4 separate regions of the Zea mays genome follow, and all the other regions are linked to region 1. The links are chromatin contacts, called in public Hi-C maps. All regions are on one chromosome and are shown on one strand. Each heading gives the region's core, a stretch centred on a gene start, on an enhancer-like site or on the middle of the called end of the contact. The rest is flanking DNA. Distances are from core to core; before and after follow the strand shown. Region 1 holds the start of LOC100383075. Region 2 holds the start of LOC103640486 (vegetative cell wall protein gp1). Region 3 has its middle 13 kb from the start of LOC103640485. Region 4 has its middle 28 kb from the start of LOC118473082.

Evidence for each region. Hi-C and Micro-C count contacts between places; a contact is called where the count stands out from the background.
Region 2: a Hi-C map of bundle sheath shows a contact between it and region 1, with 1.9 times the contacts expected there. The contact joins the promoter of LOC103640486 here to the promoter of LOC100383075 in region 1. A contact is called at or near these places in 2 of 25 Hi-C or Micro-C datasets (bundle sheath and ear).
Region 3: a Hi-C map of ear shows a contact between it and region 1, with 4 times the contacts expected there. The contact joins the enhancer-like site here to the promoter of LOC100383075 in region 1. A contact is called at or near these places in 2 of 25 Hi-C or Micro-C datasets (ear and tassel).
Region 4: a contact with region 1 is called in a Hi-C map of leaf, with 3 times the contacts expected there. The contact joins the enhancer-like site here to the promoter of LOC100383075 in region 1. A contact is called at or near these places in 2 of 25 Hi-C or Micro-C datasets (ear and leaf).

The regions. Positions count from the first base shown.
Region 1 is chr1:165,221,591-165,224,939 of Zm-B73-REFERENCE-NAM-5.0, reverse strand. It overlaps LOC100383075, which reads left to right and starts at 1,423. Exons shown (of 4, transcript NM_001175746.1): 1 at 1,423-1,989; 2 at 3,310-3,349. The coding sequence starts at 1,649.
Region 2 is chr1:164,945,921-164,949,363 of Zm-B73-REFERENCE-NAM-5.0, reverse strand. It overlaps LOC103640486 (vegetative cell wall protein gp1), which reads right to left and starts at 2,148. Exons shown (of 2, transcript XM_008663091.4): 1 at 1,172-2,148; 2 at 204-548. The coding sequence starts at 1,795. The coding sequence ends at 450.
Region 3 is chr1:164,747,669-164,751,234 of Zm-B73-REFERENCE-NAM-5.0, reverse strand. No RefSeq gene overlaps it. Among protein-coding and RNA genes, the nearest start is that of LOC103640485, 13 kb to the right of the region's middle. Within about 2 kb of position 2,059, at least 16 of the 20 cell types and tissues checked have an H3K27ac peak or open chromatin away from gene starts, as enhancers often do. A contact at or near this core is called in ear and tassel, where this site is marked.
Region 4 is chr1:164,822,215-164,825,563 of Zm-B73-REFERENCE-NAM-5.0, reverse strand. No RefSeq gene overlaps it. Among protein-coding and RNA genes, the nearest start is that of LOC118473082, 28 kb to the right of the region's middle. Within about 2 kb of position 1,828, at least 2 of the 20 cell types and tissues checked have an H3K27ac peak or open chromatin away from gene starts, as enhancers often do. A contact at or near this core is called in leaf, where this site is marked.

The sequences.
Region 1 (3,349 bases), core at 174-2,673:
CGGTCACTTGGACCGACCTTTTTTCACATATTTAGATAATAATTGATCAAAGGTTGGGCCAGATTTGACCAGTCGACCAGCTGCCTTTTCCCATTATCGAACGACCTTGTTGTTCCTGTCCACTTTGAATTTGGCCTGGAACTTTGCTTTTGCTTCCTTGACCAGCTACTCCTGGTGCTCCTCGAACTCCAGTTGTTTTTCGGCCGGCAAGGTTTCCCAAGTCGACTCGATGATGTTGCTGGGGGGACATCAGAGCTATCTTTTGAACCGGTCATTGAGGGCCGATATGACGCAACTTCCCCAGCAGAGTCGCCAAAAAGTATGTTGACGCCGATCCGGACGCCAATCACTGCGATGAGTACCGGCGATGGTGCTCTCTGTGGAAGAGCGGACGGTTCGTGACCGAGGGCCGGATGGTCCGCGACCTGGCGCCGAGGCAAGGGTTCCTGCTTGACGAGCCGGACAGTCTGCGCGTGCGCAGGGACGACAGAGTTCACCGAACAACACCTGGATCTCGCTTCCGAGAGGGACCTGTCGGGGAGGAGAGATCCTAGGTTTGTCTTGTGATTGGCAGGCCACCTAAGACGCCTCTAAACGACGTAGAGCCAGAGAGAGGTGAAGACTATAGAGAGGGATATAAGTTACTGTCTACTACTAGGGTAAAATGTAAAAAACTAGAGGTATATTGATTGATTGATCGATTGTTGGTCCTTCAATCGGTCATACCCCTTCAAATATATAAGGGGAAGCGTTCTTCAATAGCTCCTGCGATTAGAGGGCCAAACACGCGAGAAGATAGGAGTCTTAACCGCTGATTCGATCTATTCGCGGACCGTTCGCGCCTATAGGGCGGACCATCAGCGAGCCGAATCGTCCGGGCCTCAGGACCGGACCGTCCAAACATACTCGATATCATAAATATTGCTCAACAGTAATATTTAAAAGTAAATTTATAATAAAATATATTTAAATATCTATTTAATAGTATTAATTAGATATTACAGGTATCATTATATAAAAAAGATTAAATATATTTAAATTCTGGTAAACGAGAACGGCAAATAGTGATGTCTATAATGTCAAATAATATTTTGCATGTACAAACATACAAACCATTTTTTTATATTAATGATGTTCTTTACATAGTTAATTTAAAATAAAGGATGAGATATACGGTAGCACAGGAAGTCTGCTGGAGAGTCCCGAGAAGGGACAAAGGCATTATCACTTGAAGAGCAGGTCCAAAAGCAAAGCATCCGAAACGGCTGAACCGAGGCGGGCACGTGCCAACCACGTGCCTTACCCGCCCCGCCCGCGTCGTCCAGGTCCAAGGTCCAACTCGCGACGCATCTCGATGGCCGCCACCGACGACGGTGCCGTGGACTCCGCCTCCGCCGCGGCCGCGGCCAGGGCCGTCGAGGAGGCGCGCGCGCTGCTCCCCGCCCCGGCGCCGGACTACGACGACGAGGATCTCGAGGAGCGCGCGTACGAGGCGGCTGAGAAGGTCATCGTGTCCATCTCGGGCGGGCCGGACCCGGAGGACGTCGACGGCGATGGCGACGGCGCGGAGCTCTGCTCGTCCTCGGGGTCGTCACCGCCGCCCTTCTCGTGGCGGAAGCTCTGGCTCTTCACGGGCCCCGGGTTCCTCATGAGCATCGCGTTCCTGGACCCGGGCAACCTCGAGGGCGACCTCCAGGCGGGCGCCGTCGCCGGGGACACGCTGCTGTGGCTGCTCATGTGGGCCACCGCCATGGGCCTCCTCGTGCAGCTCCTCGCCGCGCGCCTCGGCGTCGCCACAGGCCGTCACCTCGCCGAGCTCTGCCGCGACGAGTACCCTGACTGGGCGCGCCGCGCGCTCTGGCTCATGGCCGAGGTCGCCATGGTCGGCGCGGACATCCAGGAGGTCATCGGCAGCGCCATCGCCATCAAGATCCTCAGCCGCGGGTACCTGCCGCTCTGGGCCGGCGTCGTCATCACCGCCTTGGATTGGTCAGTTCTCAGTTTTTGTTTCTTCCTTGATCTGTTCTTCCATCTTCCAGTTCTTCATGCCAATTGGTACTGGATCACACGATAGTTTCAAAATCGTTTTCTTTTGGGGAAAACATACCATCGCTTTCTCTTTGATCGGCATTGGGGAATTCGTTTAATCCTTGCTAGAGTAGTCTAAATTAGATCTCAGTTGCTTAGAAATGTGTGAGGATAATTGTTTTCCGCCCTTCTCAACTTCGAGGAACGTTTCATTTTTTGTGTGGTGAGGTTGTACTTTAGTTGTCTCAGTTACCAATCACCATTGATGTTGCACTTGCAGCCCTTGATCCACATCCACTTCGAATTTATTGTGTGCTATGGTATACTAGGAAGTTTGGAGACACTTACCTGCTTTGACAGTGGGCATAAAAAATGATTTCACCACTGGTTGTAACCTTCACGTTTCATTTTTTGACTTTTGGACCAGAAAAAGAGTGCCAAAAATTCACGTGGCGTTGCTTTAGGTTATTGGTGGTCAAATTTTCATTTTTATATGCAAATATGCCGTATGCTTCACCCCCTTAATTTGTTCTATATAAGACCCTAAACCACCGGTTAGTTTTTGTTAACAAGCTGTGTCAAATATTCTTTTCCAAGCAAAAGAGTATATTTTGAGAGTTCCCAACGACTGGTACTCAATTATGTGAATGTTTTCTATCAATTCACTTTGGCTTCCCATGTTGGGTTCCGCTCTCCAAATAATTGGTGCTCCTTTCTCTTAATTTTTTTTTGGTCTTATAGCCAACTGTTTTTTGTTGTTGTTGTTTGTCCTAAAGGTGTGTATGATTATGTTAATTAGTGTGTTGTGCTCCCTTTTCTCCAATGGAGCGATGCTGCTGATGGTTAGAAATCAGATGCTATTTAACAGCAGCTATTAGAATACTACATGAATGTGACATCCATCTGCTTTCTTCTTTGTTCGTATTCAGTGCTCATGCAACACTTTGCCGAGACATTGGGCCTTTTACTGCTTAAAAAAACTTGGAGAGGCTTTGTTGTGAGATTTTTTTTCAATCCCGTTCCAGAGTTTTCTGGATTGTGATACTTGGCTTATAGAGTGACATACACATCTATCCAAATGTTTGCAAGATAACAACTACAAGTGCATTTCTTTAAGCGTAATAACAAATGCGGTCTGTGTTAACTTCTTCCTTGTGCTTTGCACCTGGACAGTATTACTTTGATATACTTAAATACATCGTCTTCAATTAAGTGTGTTATGACAATTAAGTAAACTTTTTTATTTGTACCATCATTGACCTTTATGTTACCTCTTGTCAGCTTTATTTTTCTTTCGCTCGAAAACTATGGGGTGAGGAAA
Region 2 (3,443 bases), core at 899-3,398, 280 kb after region 1:
GAAAAAGAAATGTTCTGCATCTACAGCATAGGCTAACCTTTAGTTTGGGTCCTGAACAACAAATTGACCGAGTAGCTAAAGCAAATTATAGGGCTTACGATTGGAGTCACTGCGTGCATGCGGGCCCGACCACGCCCCCGCGCCCACCCACACGGAAGTGTGCCGAGCATATAGGAGAGCAAAAGAAAGAAAAAAAAAGGACAGAAGCAAATGACCATCATAGGCACGGTAGAAGTAATCAAGCATGAAAATGTTGTACAATAGCAAACAAAATATAATAGTGGTGGTACTATATATTCTGGGCGTCAACTCCACGCAGAGAATAATAACGTGACGTGCGGCAGTAGCACAAAATACAGCGTGTTTGAACCAATGCACGTACTACCCATGCAGATCCCATCACATCAACCCACCACTCTCTCGACCCTGACAGGTGGCTCTACCATCCATCACGCCACCATCGGACCCACCGTCAGCGACGCGGCCAGAAGAACCAGCGCCGCCGTCGCCGTCGCCGCCCACCCGCCGCAGCCCCGCGCCGCTCCGCTCTGCAAAAAGATGGGGCCCGCAGGCCAGTCAAAAGTGCATTTATAACCACGCAGTTGAACGCACAAGCCGACGAACGAACGAAGCAAAGCAACAGGGGCAGGGGGCAGTACACGGCGGAAATTATTGGTGCGCCTACGTACAGTAGGCGCGGCCGTACCCAGAATCCCAGACCCACGCCCCGCGAACGGCTACTTCTCCTCCACCAGGGCCCGGCCCACGAAGCATCGAGTAGGAGTGCTGTCCGCACGGGTACGCGTGCGCGGGGCCCGCAGCTCGACCGGGTTCGCCGGCCAGCCTCCCGTGCTTTGACCCGACACGCATGCCTGCCTCTCGCTGACGCGCGGGGTCCCGCGCGTCAGCAGCGCGAGTGCCTCGGTCTCCGCGCCCGCTGGCCGGTGCCTGACTCACTGACTGCCTGCATGCTTGCCTGTGCGACTGTGCCCGCCTGCCCGGTAGTGGTGGTGGGATCAAATGCGCCTGGGTTCGGAATACCCGACGGCTGCGGTCCCAACACGTGTGCAATGCAAGCGTAGTGCGGCTAGCCTGCCCCGGCTGCTCTGCTCTAGCTACTACAGTACGTGGTACGGAGAGAGGTGGAGCGCAGTGCCAGTGGGTCACGTACCATCATGTCGGCGGTGGAGGGGCCAGGGCCGGGGGCGAGGCCCACGCCGGTGCCGGTGCCGGTGGCCGGGGACGCGGCCGCGAGCGGTGCTGGCGCGTGCTTCTTCTTCGTCGGCGTCGGCTTCTTGCTGGGCGCGGGCGCGGGCGCCGCGAGGACGGGCGCCGGGGCCGGAGGGGACGACGACGGCGCGGGGGCGAGCGTCGGCGCTGGGACCGGCGGGGAGGACGCGGCGGGCGGAGGGGCGCTCGCGCCCACGGGCGCCGGCGCCGGCGCCGCGGCCGGGGGCGGCAATGCGGGCGGCGGCGAGGAGCTGGTGGGGGCTGGGGTGGGCGGAGACGGCGGTGGCGTCGGTGGGGTCGGGGAGTGGGTGGGCGCGGGGGAGGCGGCCGGGGAGGTGAGCTTGGCGCCGGCGTGGGACGAGGACGGGGACGCGGCGGGCGAGGTGGAGATGTGGGTGTCCTTGGAGGGCGGCGGGGAGGAGGAGGATGAGGGGCTTGGGGCGGCGGCGGCGGTAGAGGAGGGTGAGGTGGATGGCGCGGCGGCTGGTGACTGGGTCTGGGACCGGGCGGTGGTCATGGCGGCGGCGAGGAGCAGTAGAAGCTGGAGGAGGCGGTGAGGGGCCATGGGGAGGGGAGGGGAGGACACTAGGGCTCTGGGCTCTGTAGTGTGACTGTGTGACTATGAGTGATGAGCGAGGGAGAAGTGTGAGGGGGAAGAGCAGAGAGAGCAAGCTGGGCTGGTTTCTACTGGCCTTGGCTTTGAGGGGAGCAGAGCAGCGGTGGTAAAGGCTGTGCGTCGTGGGCATGTGAAAGGACCTGCCTCTGCGTCTGCGTGTGGTGCTGTCTCTCGTCTCGTGGTCATGACTGAACAAAGGCTGATGATGCACTGCAACACGACTGCATGAAGAGGGAGAGAGTGGGCTAGGGGTCTAGGAGAAGCTTTTTTGAAGAACTGACACGGCGTGGTGGTCGATGGCTGATGAGATAGTGAAATGCTCAAACTATGATGGTGATTAGTGCAAGATTAGCACAAAAGATGATCTTAGCTACCGAGTACCGACCACTCACAAAGCCACAAAAAAATGATTCGTGGTAATGACTAATGGGGCTCCTCTCTACTTTGACGGTGACGCTAGCTTTGTCTGTTCCTCCGTCTCTGTTTTGTCCTCTTCCAATTTCGGGCGGATCTCTCAGGTTTCCCTTTTAGCAAAACTAAAGGAGCTTTGTTCTTTTTTTTTACTTAAGTGGCAAGCAATGTCACGATGCTCTGCAGGTACAGTATCTACGCTCAATTTTGAAGACGGTGGATGTTTCAAACATCTCTCCGACAAGTAATTTATTATATGCATGGTGGACCTAGTGGATGGTCCATATAATGAACGGCACACCCTAAAATCATATAAGGGTAGTTAACATAGTGGTGTAAGTATTATTTTTTGATATTGTGAGTCAAGGTTCGAGTCTTATTGATAACTATTTTTTGTTTCTTTTTTTTTTTTGATATTTTTTCGGCACATCCTAAGCGTAGCAGCTGGGACCGCCACTGATTGTGTGTGTTCCGGTGTTCGGACGGTATACACGGTGGACGTAAGATTTATATTGGTTCGGACAGGATGTTTCTACTTCCAGTCATCGGCGGCTTGCGCTAACCGACACCATTGAAGATCAAAGCACGTAGTAGGAGTTACAAGCGGGCGAGAGAGGGAGGAGAGTTTCCCAAGTCTCTTATCATGGTAGAGGTGGAGCTAAGGGTGACAGAGTGGAGTCCTAGCTAAGTCTTGGCTTGATGGCGGGGCTCCGGTCTCTGGGTTATCGTCGGTGCGTACTCCTATTCGTCGGTCCTTCTGGGCGTCTTCTCGTCTAGGTCCGTCCTTGTGCGTGCATCTGTCTGCCCGAGATCCTTTGGTCCGGGGACTAACCTCTTCCTTTTATAGGTCGAGGAAGGGGTCGGGCACCAGTGGTAAACCAAACGTTCTACCATGGTGAAGCCACGCGTGCTCGTTGGTCTCGTGGTCGTCCGATTGTCATGTATTCTCTATGGCGGGTGGCGCGGGCATCATAGCGCCCTGCCAGCGTTCTGCACACTCAAGCCTAGTCCCGATAGACCATGAGTGCGTCGTAGGCCTAGAGTGCATGGGCAATAAATGTGTCGCAGTCTGAGGGGTTCGTCAGTCATGAGTGGGAAGTGGGCCGGTGCCTCTGCCACGACTCATCGCCAGGCGTAGTTAATGTAGTCGGTCACTTATGACGAGTCGGTCTCGGGCCAGGCACAA
Region 3 (3,566 bases), core at 810-3,309, 470 kb after region 1:
CAAAATCTGGAGGCGACTCAATTATGTATGCATTGTCATTAATTTTTGCAAGAACTTTATAAGGCACAGCAGCACGTGGCATGAGTTTAGACTCTCAAATGGCGACCACAGTTCGCCTCGTGGGACCGAACCCAAGGTATTGCTTCACTACCGGACTCGCATTCTTTGCCGAGTGTCTCAGACACTCGGCAAAGACCATTTTATACTCACTTGGCAAAGAATACTCAGCAAACATTTTATCGGTGAAGTTTTGTTTGCCGAGCACTTTTTCGGACACTCGGTAAAGGCTTTGCCGAGTGTCGAAAAGCACTCGGCAAATTAAGAATCGCAAAAAACCTCCAAAAACAGCAAAACATTTTTTAAAATTATGGGAACAACTCTCCACCAACCACTCCCCATTACAGTTACCCATCTCCTTATCATTTTTCACTATTATTTTAAATCAAATTAACATGTTTTGTGAATGGTGAGATTCGAACTCGCAACCTCTCTCTCGCATACCCTCCTCTACCACTACACTACTACATCATTTTGTCTATATTATGTTTTCATTCCTCATACCGAGAGTAATTTGATTATTTGAGGCACTAAATGAATTCATTTGAAAATATGACCAACTATAAAGTTGCATAACATTTCAAGATCTACAAGTTCTATTTTGATAGTTTCTACGTCCGAGGCTATTTACAAAATTTGAATTTCAAATTTGAAAAGACACGAATTTTTCAATGATAATATGATTTCAAATCAAAAAATTATTAGTTACAAAATTTCATTACATTTCAATACAAACAACTTTTATTTTGGTGGTTTTTTCCATTCGAGGTAATTTAAAAAATTCAAATTTTAAAATTCAAACATAGTTTTACATGACAACATGATTTCAAACCAAAATATTGCCAACTACAAAATTTCATAACTTTTGAAGACCTACAACATTTATGTTGGTGGTTTTCCCATCCGACGTCGTTTTCAAAATTCATTTTTTAAATTTTTAAAATTCAAATGTAGTTTTCGTTGACAAGATAACTTCAAATGAAAAAGTTGTCAACTACAAAATTCTATAACTTCCCGAGACCTACAAAGTTTATTTTGGTTGTTTGGTCATTTGTTCATCTCAAATGATGGTTCTAACATTATTCAAAAATCTTATACATCTCTCTTATAGTTTCATAAACTACGAGAAAGAGATAGGTTTTATGAACAAATTTACTTTTATTTTGTCATATAAGAAAATTATCAAAATATAAATTGTACATCTTGATGAGTTATACAAATTTGTAGTTGAAAACTTTTTCATTTGAATTAATGTACTGCTTTAAAATGTGATTTTAAAATTGTCTTTGCCTAGTGTGCAAAATAAAACACTCGACAAAAAAACTCTTTGTCGAGTGTCAAAAATAAAACACTCGGCAAATACTCTTTGTTGAGTGTCAATAAAAAACACTCAGCAAAGAAACTCTATACCAAGTGTAAAAAATAAAACACTCGGCAAAGAGTTTCTTTGCGGAGTGTTTTTTACCGAGGGTTTTTTACTTGGCACTCGGCTTGCCGAGTGCCCGAAAAAAAACGCTCGGCAAATCATTTAACACTCGGCAAAAAGCCGAATTCCGGTAGTGCTTGTCACGAGAAGGTCCTAGGGTTCGTTGTTGTTTGCCCTAAATAGGTGGTGACCATCATGGATGTGGCTTAGTGCTCAAAAGATGTTCAATTTATCTGATCCTACATCATCTAAGGGCTTGTTCGTTTTATTGCTAATCCATGTGAATTGAGTAGAATTGAATCGGTTTAAATCTACAATAAATTAAAATACGTCTCAATTTAATCTAATATATTTCAGTCCACTTGAAATAGGAATAACCGAACAGACCTAAAGGTGTCAATACCGACAGACGGTTCATTCCAGCGTTTGGTGATAAAATGGGCGCCGACGCGTAGCACTAGCACTTAGTATTATTTTTATGGAAGCAGCAAGAGACCACGCTCGTAGCCCGATGCCTGACCCACTTAAGCACCCGTGTATTGTGACTTTTTAAGAGCCCATGTAAACGTTTCGGTCTGTAGGTATTGTCTGGGCCGGCCGAAAGCCTTGACATGCATGTGGCTGAGCAAAAACAAGCATGGAGCCGCTGGCTTGTAACCAAAGTAGAGATGTCTTATTTTCCACCGTACAAATTCGTCCTTATGCTTAGTGTCGTAACGCACACGATGATGATGGTCTGAGCTCGTCGACGAAACAACGCTCGTCTGAACACTACGTACCGTCATGCACACGCTGAGCACACCATGATTAGCAGCCACCTAGACCGCCGCCGCGTCCGCCAACTTTTTTTTTGCATTTTAGTCCTTTTAGGGTTTTTTTCATAATTATGTCTTTTGCAGTTTTATTTTAAAAAGGGAACAATTGGATCTATAACATTAAAAGATCCAAACTTTAGATATATATCATGGACCCCACATGTCATTGACTCATGTGGACCCACGTGTAAGTGAGATAGTAATGGTATGGATCTAAAGTGGTGATCTTTTAATGGTATGGATCCAAATTTCCCTTTAAAAAATAGATCTTAACCTCGGCACCATCATCATTGACATCAAGGTAACGAATAGTGACGCCGACATAATTGGCGCCAACTTTTCCTACGTGGCAAGCGATGTGGCAAGTCCCAGGGAGTCAGCGTCATAGATCTTGGCGCCGACCCTCCTGGACAGCACCAGAACTCGCCGTCGAGGGGGGTCGGCGCCAAGATCTATGGCGCCGACCGCATGGGACTTGTCATATCGACTATCACCACGTAGGAAAAGTTGGCGCCAACGATATTGGCGTCGTTATGCGTTACCTTGATGATAGTGCCGAGGTTGAGATTCATTTTTTGAAATGAAACTGTAAAGAACATAATTGTGAAAAAAAAACTTAAAAAGGACTAAAATGTAAAAAAGTTGGCCACGCCCGCAGTGCAGTGTGTGCTGCCGCGAACAGGAAAAAAAAAACGCTCGTCTGAACGAACACTGGACAGACAGATATGGACTGAAACGGGATCCAATTCCCAGACAGCGTACGCGGAAGCTGTCATCGCTAGAAGCTAGCTAGCTGCTCGACGACGGTGGTAGTGCTGTCCAGTTGCCGGAGAAGCTCTTCTCCGCTGGGTCCTTCGCCTTCCCACTGCTGCCAGTGGTGCGTGCGTGCTTACGGAGTAGCGAGAGTGGCCCTGCCTCCATTTCCATTTCCATTCACCACTGCACCGACCGCGACCAACCCGGCCGCGCGCTAGCTCTCTCCTCTCGCTAGCTAAACCGCCGACGACAGACTTGCATGCAGTAAAGCCGCCATGGGAAAAAAAAGGCAGGCACCGCATGCACGATGAGATTCCGCTGCATCTTTAAACCCCGCCTAGCTAGCTGCGTCGCTTTGCCTGCATTGCATTGCATCCCAGTCCTGTAATGGCGCTTTACAGCCGAGAGTGCGTGCGTGCGTGCGTCTTTGGACCGATCATCAGATCTCCGACCAACTGTCCCTCCGGACCGGGCCACTTTGATGTTTGTGAGTGACCTCGGTCGGTCAGAAA
Region 4 (3,349 bases), core at 579-3,078, 400 kb after region 1:
GAGCCTGAGGAACCGCGCGGAGTTCAACCAAAGTCGTTCATGGCCTGCGAGATCTACGGGGAGTTGGCGCTGACGCTAGGGGCCCGTGCGACAATGACTGAACGCGTGCGACGCCCAGTAGAGAGGCTGACACCACTGGCCCACATGGCGGTGACTCAACCCTCAGAACGACGCCCAGGCTGGGCCAGCGGGTGAAGGGAAGTTGGGCTGCCAGTGAAGACCCGGCCCAAGGCGCTGGTAAATCTTTTTTATTTTTTTATTCTTTTACTTTTTTCCAAATTTGAAGCATTTGAACCATATTCAAATCCCTGTTTTGAATTTCAGACTCCCAGTGTCAAAATCATTACTACTATGAATATTACCACTGCTATTTTTAATATTATTAGTTATTATTTTTCTTGTTATTTATTTATGGAGAAATAAATGATTTCCTTTAAATTCCCATCCTTTTCTTTTATGTTCCCCTTTTATTTTCAAATTCTAATTTTTAAACTCAAACTTGTTTCACAAATTTTAATACAAATACAAGAATTTCATTATGAGGTGCGTCTTCGGGGATTATGTCTGAGCAATTAACCTTTTCTGAGCGCATTTTAGGGGCGTATTCTGGGTACCCCTAATTATCATGCCCGACAAGAGCACTCGCTTCTGACTACCGCAACTCATGTTAATTTGTGTTGTGGAAAGAAATTGTATATAACCGTAGTGACGTAGGTGCAACTAAAACTAACTAGTCACTTACGCGCGCCAGCACGCGCATGTACCTAAGAATGAATGTTTTACTTTGGCCTCGGTATGATTCACTGTCATGAGTGTTAAGGAATGTAAATTTGAGAAAGACAATAGCTGCAATTTCTGATGGAGCTATCGTTGAATTTGATGTAGATGCTAATAGTGATATAGATAATTTTCTAACACTATTAGTAACGATAGTTTCAAAGTAGAACATAGTTGCTTTAGCGGTTCTATCAGATGTTCAGTTTATACCTGCATAATTGTGAACATTTGAGGAAAAAAAGTAACGAGAAGAAGTAGTAAGTATCTTTGACCAATCAATAAACATGGTATGTAACATTGAAAAGAAGTCAATGCAAGGTAGTATGCACATTTTTTTTAAGAAACGTCGATACATCTGGTTGCATATATGTGAACGATTGAAAATGTCTCAATGCAAGGTAGTATGTACAATTTTTTAAGAAACGTCGATACATTTGGTTGCATATGTGTGAATTTTAACCAGTTTGGACTCTACATAATGTTTCAGTCTGCACTCTGCAGTTAAACAGTGTCAATGTGTATGATTGAATGAATTTAAGCCGTCTGAATAGAGGGGGGTTCAAAGTAAGCTAGGAAGGATCAAGCTAGCTGATTGCATGCTTTTTGACTTGTCGATGCATGGATGCAAATCTTGTATATTCTTTAATTAGCAGAAACGTGCATATAGTATATCATTGCATTTTTTTATTAATGAATGATTGATGTTCTATGATCGGAGCTAGCTATTGGCGTAGCGATGAACAAAATAATTAAATAAATAAATAATTAAGGGGTTTTGACATAGGTTGAATGGTAGAGTTGTTTCTGAAAATATATAGTAAGATAAAATTTGTAGATACCTGAAACAGTACTCGGTGGATCCACAGTGCCGGCATAACTTTCATGAATTTCTACTCCTTTGTCCGGCATCCAAATGAGATGATCTAAACATGTTTTCTTACTATTTCAATGACAGAAACAAGGTGGTAGAGGCTATTATACACTTTGATCTCAACAACTTTTGTTCTCAGCCGATTGATGCAAGCTTTGGCCCATGTATGCCTCATCGTTCTGGTTTCCGTTTTGATTTTCTTTATTGGGCTTTCTTTTTTTTGTTGGGCCCAGTTTGTATCCTTTTGTTTCGGTTATTCTGTTCTTTTCTGGACTTTTGGTAACCTCATTTTTTAAATAGATTTTAATTTTTCCAAATGAAATTTATTCATTTTCCTTTACAAAAATTTTAATCCCTTAGAAAACGAGAATCCATTTTGCCAAACTAGTACTTAGTTTTTATTTCACATATTGTTGTTTCATTGTTTTAAAAAATGACATTTTTTCTCTTTTGGTGTGCATTACATTTTACAATGTTCACAAACTTTTGTTTTTCAGTTTCACCATCTTTTTATATGAAACAGACAGCTGACTATGATCTGAATTTCTTCTGTTACCTTCACTTCTATGTAAATGGCAATGGGGTTCTTGTCTTGACCGTGCTTCAGTTGGTTTAACCTATTACTACAAACGAAGAACCTGGACTACATCTTCCAATCGTTCAACTTCAAGACATCGACGATATCCCTAGCGTTTTCAGTTTGACTGCGTACTTCTACAAACAGAGACAATTAAACGAAATGAATACAAATAAGCAAATTACTGTTTGCAAACCACCATCGGCCGTATTAACTCGCATGCCTATTCATCAGCGAATCTGTCTGTTGGCACTCTGTTTCTGCTCTGCTGGCTGAAGCTAAATATAATTTATCGATAATCATCGTTGGAGTGCAGAATTCCATAGCGTTGAACATTAAAAGTGGCGGACGGTCCGATCCTAGGGCGCGGACAGCGATCGGATTGACTCGGATGATTATCTTTATCTCATGCGTGGTTATCCATCTAATCACGTGGTTATCTCTTAAGAGGCAAGATCTATTTCATCTACCTCACTCAAGATCTCCTCCTCGAATTGATCTATTAATTTCTATGTGACTTTACGTCGTCTAAGAACATCGCGGGTGACCAGCTTGATAGAGGATGAGGCCCGATCTTCCGTGAGGTATGATAACTTGATTGGGTGGAGATCTCGACGTTGATGATCCAAGACTCCGAGCGAACGGCTCCTCGCAATGACTACACCTCTGCTCTGTTGGTTATCACCCGTAACACACGAGTGACCTCGCCACGAAGGCTTATCCCTGCAAGCGCAATCAAGAACACAAGCCAGAACAGAAAGAACGCAACCAAACTGTGTTAATTACGAGATGGGGTCTCACAAGCCGATGACAGTAATATTGTTCGATGACAGAATAATCTAAGCAAAATCCACCCTAATGTGACGACAGCTGCTGAATATATAGAGTATTAGGGCGTGCGTGACCACTGGTCTCGTCCCTAATGGTCTCCAACGCGATACACGGGCCAACGGTCCAACAGACGGTGTCGCAGCACCAAACAGAATTGTTTCGACGATTCCCGTTGACTCTGGATGAATTTTAAGGTGGAACCAGTTGGGTTGGTTAGATAATTTCTTTATCTTTCCAACCATATCAAGTTCGCCGCAATCGAAGTATGAATGCGTACTGGGCACCCATTTTTG